2 separate regions of the Sus scrofa genome follow, and region 1 is linked to region 2. A link is a contact called in public promoter capture Hi-C data. All regions are on one chromosome and are shown on one strand. The core of a region is the stretch at or near the end of the contact, and the rest is flanking DNA. Distances in the headings are between cores, read along the strand shown.

The links. Promoter capture Hi-C pulls out the DNA fragments that hold promoters and counts their contacts.
Region 1: a contact with region 2 is called in a promoter capture Hi-C map of liver, with 8 times the contacts expected there. The contact joins the promoter of LOC102160336 here to the enhancer-like site in region 2. A contact is called at or near these places in 1 of 5 promoter capture datasets (liver), 4 of 47 Hi-C or Micro-C datasets (embryonic fibroblasts, mesenteric adipose tissue, omental adipose tissue and 1 more) and 1 of 2 datasets of contacts at active chromatin or transcription factors (skeletal muscle).

The regions. Positions count from the first base shown.
Region 1 is chr13:10,604,287-10,607,098 of Sscrofa11.1, forward strand. LOC102160336 (ubiquitin-conjugating enzyme E2 E1) reads left to right here and starts at 1,551. Exons shown (of 6, transcript XM_021071421.1): 1 at 1,551-1,738.
Region 2 is chr13:9,493,998-9,496,697 of Sscrofa11.1, forward strand. No RefSeq gene overlaps it. Among named protein-coding and RNA genes, the nearest start is that of ZNF385D, 280 kb to the left of the region's middle. Within about 2 kb of position 1,329, at least 5 of the 83 cell types and tissues checked have an H3K27ac peak or open chromatin away from gene starts, as enhancers often do. A contact at or near this core is called in liver, where this site is marked.

The DNA.
Region 1 (2,812 bases), core at 301-2,800, 1.1 Mb after region 2:
TCTTTAGATTATTTTTGTCGTCCCATCTGAGTTTATTTCAGGCTTGCTTGTTGTTTTCTCTTGAATTTATGTCTTTATCATCAGAAGGACAAAAAGTATACAACCTGGTTTAAGGAGGTTTTTTTTGTTTGTTTTGTATTGTCTACCAGGATTCTTGAAATCAAACTCTCACCTCCAGGATCTTTTCAAAATTTCTAGACATTTGAGTGATTGAGGGATAGCTCTGTCTGGAGGTAGGAGGCTGGAGGCTGAAATGATGACTGAAGTGGTTTTTTCCCAGTTTTTGGACCCCTCAGGTCTATGACAATTTCTGCAAGTAGACAGATACAGGTTTCCCGGAAAGGACTGAGCAAGAAGTCTGCACGATTACTTTATGACTCTTAAAAAAGTTGGAGTTTCATGTTGAGGACTAGAAGAGGTTTAGGTGGGTGGTAAGAATGCTTGTTTTCCTGGTTAGTTGGATATGCCACTGGCTTTATGTCTTCTGTTGTCCGGTGGTAAATGAAGCCACACTGTTGCTATGGAAAAGGATGGCAGTTTGGGATAATTTAGAGTGGCCCAGGGAAATCTGGGCAGTTGCTTAGTGTACCACACCTAGTATATGTTACACTACACATATCTCTTCAGTTTCCTGCAACTGAAATGACAAATAAGTGAGAAACTGAATTGTAATTTGATGGCTTAACTAAAAAAAATTAATCTTGGTAAACACGATAAATAAAGAAGAGTTCCGAAGAATTAGAGGGATTATTATTAAAATCTTATGATTTGAATAGCATTTATATTGTCGCTGAAGAAGCTGCAGCCGTCCTCAAAACTTTTAATATAATTTCCGACAGCAAAAATTCTAAATCCAGTCTAATTCAGTAGTAGAGGGTTTATTCCCATTGATTTCTCACATTAGAAAGCCTCTTAGACGTTGGTTGGTTTTACCTGTCACGAAATCCACTGTATCACTTTTATAAAACACTTCTTTCTATAAAAAGTGACTGGAAGAATCGAAAATTGTAAAATTGCACGTGCCTGAGCAGAAAACTCCAATCTTGGGATTTTCTCACAGGCGTGCCTAAACCGACCTCTGCTCCTAGCAGGTAAATTGCCAGAGGGGGAAGCCAGGGTCAGCCCAAAGGAAACCCTGTTGTGGGATTTCTTTCTTTCTCCCTTAAACTGATCACTTTTTAGGAGGAGTTCCCTCGGTATTCACTAGTCCAAAGTCCTGGCACCAGATTACCATCTTTTTTACCAAACTGCCCCCGCTTTCCCAAAGCCCTTTTGGTAAGAACTTCCCCTCGCGGTCGCCCTATTCCCGACAGTTCCCAGCGCCCCCAGTCTCGGGACGGCTTCCCCTCTTCAGCCCAGGATCCAGGGGTCCCCCAGACTCCTCCGGAGAAAATTCACAGCCCTTGCCCCCTGGCCCCGCGTCCCGACGAGGCGCCGGGGTGGGGGTGGGGCGGGGAGGGGCCGGGCTTCCCGGGGTCCCCGGGTGCTCCTGGCGCCCCCCGGAGGTGTGCCCGGGGAGGGGAGCGCGGGTGGGTGGGACCGGCCGGACGGGGTGGGGGAGGGGGAGGAGGAGTGTGTGTGCGAGCGTGTGTGGCTGGGGGAAGCCATTGCCTGTTTAATAGTTGCTGTTGCTGCACTTCCGCTTCTCTCCCAGCGAGAGAGACACGAGTGGCCAGGCCCAGCCGCAGCCGCAGCAGCAGCCGCCGCGGCGGCACGGAGCAGCCAGACACAAAGAGAGGTACGGGGATCCCCCCCGCCGCCTGCCGCCCCCCGGCCGCGCCGCCGGGCTTCGGGGACACCCCTCGCCGCCGCCCCCGACCCGCGCCGCCCGGGCCGCCGGGCACGGGGCCGGGGGCGCGGAGAGGGGCTAGGGAGCTCCGGGGGTCCGGGCCCGCCCGCGGGGGATGGGCAGGGCCCCGGGCCGCGTGGGGTGCGGGGCCGCCCGCGTCGGGGGCGGGGGGCACAGGGCTCGAACTGTCAGCGCTGCCCCGGGAGCCCCCCGCTGGCCGCCGAGGGGCCGGGAACGGGGGAGGGGAGGCGGGGAGCCCCGTTTTCCCCTGGGGCGGGGGCCCGTGGGGATTAACCCCTCCGGGGCGCACGGGCTCATTGTTATTCCTCAGCAGAGGAGGCCGAGTCCCCCCCTCACCCCCGCCCCCACCCGGGGTGCCGATCGGGCGTGTGCCTGGGACCCCCGCCCGGGCCGCGCAGACCCGACCCGCACGGTCCGGGGGCTGGCTGGCAAGGGGCGTCGGGGCGCGGCGGGGGCCTCGGGCCTCGTCGCTCCTACCCCCCTCCGGCCTCTCCCTTCCCCCACGCGGGCCCCCGCTGCCCGCCTCCGTCCCCCCGTTTCGGCTTCCTCTCTTACTCCTCTCCGCCCTCCTCTCCTCCTGACCTCGCCAAACTCGGCGGCTGGCCCCCAGCTCCCCTACGACCCCCGGAAAGCCGCCGAAAACAGCCCGAGGCCGGCTGGCCGCCGGGACCTTCCCTGCCCGCCCCGGCCGGGCGCCCCGCACCCCCGCCCGCCGGCTGCTCCTCTCCCCGCCCGGAGGGGAGCCCCGGGGGGCGAGGGAGGGGCTGCTCTCTGCCCTCCCAACCGTTTTCCCACCACGTCCCCCACATGGGGCCCCGAATAAACAAACAAGCCGCGTCCAATTTGCAAAAGCCATGATGGGCCCGAAGACTTTGAAAAGCGAGTGGAGGGCGGTGGGCGGCTGGGTGCACCCCCGGCCGAAGCCCTCCTGACAGCGCCCGAGTTCCTTATTTACACTGGCTGCATGGTTTGTGTTTCTGTTTTGTTTCCCTCCCCCTGCAG
Region 2 (2,700 bases), core at 79-2,578:
GATGGGTGGAAAAGTTCTCATTGATAAGGCGACAGTAGATCAGAAACCTGGAGGCAACATGCAAATACCTAGAAATGAAGCATTTTTGGCAGAGGGGCCCAGCTCAGGCAAATAACACGAGAGATCACTTGTTTGGCAAGTTCACAACTGCCATTTTTTTCTAATGTTGGTGGTAGGTCTTAGCTGTGAGATTGGTGTACTTTTGATCCATTATGCCTGAATTTGGGAGTGAGCATAAAGGGATATTTGTCAAATGGATACAAGCTTGGGAAGTTGGCAATGACCAATATACTGAACCTAGAATTTATTTACTTGGAATTTCTAAAATGCAAAGAGCTTATTTACCTAAAATATTAGCTCTAGCTGCCTTATCACTAATTTAAAAACAATTACTTTTGAAGTGCTTATAATAGGTCCAGCAATTTCCAGCTGCAAAGTCAAAGGATGGTTGTGCCAAGCTCCTTGAAGGCAGGAAGCCTCAGACCCAGGAATACTTCTTAAGGAGCAAGTGCACACTTTCCATTAAAATAAAAATATTCCCTTTCCTACAGTCCCTAGGCCAGTGCATATAAGTTAATCCCATCTGCATTTAGTATGTGATTAGGAAAACCTCTAACAAGAATATTTTTTAAAAAAACTTTGGCCACAGAATGTTGCCACTTGACTGTTAAACTAATGTTTCCAGATTCTTCTGAGACAGGCAAAGTATGCATCCTGGCAGTTTGATCTGAATTTATGGCCTCCTTTAGTTTAATGAACCATTAAATTATATCACAATCCATCAGAGCTGCTCTACAAAACCCCTCTAGCAATGTTCATGAATCCCATCCTGTCCTTGGGGAGTTCTAGAAGATTCTAGAATCTTTTGATACATTGTAACCAAATGGTCAATGGCTCTTCCAATAACTTGGACCGACCTCATAAAGCACAGTGGACTATGAATTATCTTTGGTCAATTGAAAAATACAAAGGAAACAAATACCTTCAAAACTCTGCAACCTAAATTTTAAAATGTTATTACAATTTCTGATCTAAAACCCTCATACTACATTTGATCTACTCAATAAACACAGAGCACATCTAAAATAAGTTAGGCTTTAAGTGCTTTAAAATATAAACTTTAATGTGTAAAATTAGTAAACAGAAACCCCACCTAATAAGAGCTGGGAGGCCAGAAGGGGGAGCTCTCACACTCTGTGATGATTGCAGAGCCCAACAGGAAAAGATTACTCCTCTTTCCTGGCAAGGACCCAGCTATTGAAATGTCATGAACTCTTCAGTTTACTAAAGCCCCCCACCCCCCAGATTCCTTTTTCCCTCTATAAAAGCTTTCTCATTTCCTTGTTTTGCAGAGACTTGCATGTGACTCACTGTGGTTGCAGACTCTGAACTGCAACTCTGCTGATCCCAAATGAAATCATCTTTGCTGGAGAAATATCTGGCTGTCAGCTTGTTTGGGGCCAATAAATCCTTACAACAACCCTAAGATGCAAGTATTGTCACACACACATTTTACAGATGGGGAAACTGAGGTACGGAAAAGCTAAGAACTTGCTAAAGCTCATAAAGCCAAAAAATATCTGAACTGGAACTTGAACTCAAGCAGTCTGACTCTAACAGCCATCACTTGGTGACTATTCTGACCTATTCTTTCTCCTATTCCAGCTGTTAAAGGCTGGGGAGGGGGTCGTATCTGGAGGGAAAGCCAGAAGAGGAAGAGGAGAAGAAAATTCTTATAAACTTTTTCCTCCCTATAAAAGCTACGTATTTGTGGCAAATGCTGCAAATTACAGAAAAGAGAAAAAGTGAAAGTCCCTGTTCTAGATAATCATTAACATTTTGTTATGAAATCATTTTGGGTTTTTCCTGTATATCTGCAAATAAATGTGTTTTAGAGTTGTCATCTTATTGACTTTGTCCATGTTATAATACATCATAGGCATTTACTCCATCATTGAGTATTCTTTAAAACATTATTTTCAGTAGCTTCATAGCTTCAATTATGATAAGAACATGCCATAGTTTATTCTAATTTTAAAACACAGACACACCCTAAATATTTATGTTTGCAATTATGAACACCATCACAATCAATGTGTGATACCATCTCTGCTTATTCCTTCAAAATATGTTTCCTAGGATGAAATTACAGGGTTAAAGGATATATAAGATGTTAAGGCTTTTTTTATAAATTCCTTAATTTAGCCCTCCAGAAAGACTAGCAATTTGGAAGAAAAAGATATTTGGAAAAAGATTATTTTCTCCTGCTGCAAGCTTCTTTAGATGGGGTCACATCCCATCTAAGAGACATCCCAAGACAGACAGCCACAGGAAATGTCCTTCTACACAATGCTCTTTTCCATAACTCCTCTTGAAAGTGAGTCACATTAACCACTGTTTGATGGTAGCAAACTGCAAACAGACTCAAAGAGAATAAAATGGGAGATGGAAGAAGACGCTAAGGCTTGATTCTGCATGTTTAGGGCATAGGGGTTAGAAAAGCACTAACTGATTCTAATTAGCCACCCCTGCTTTACAAAAAGATTTACCTTCATTAATTTGGGGTTTTCAACTCAGATTCCTAGAGGATCCAGGCAGGTAAAGCAGACCAGCATTGCTGACAAAGTAGTAAGAAAAAACCAACATGGGCAACTTTATGCCCTTGTCAAGACTTAACCCTCCTGAAGAGAGCAGTTCTTG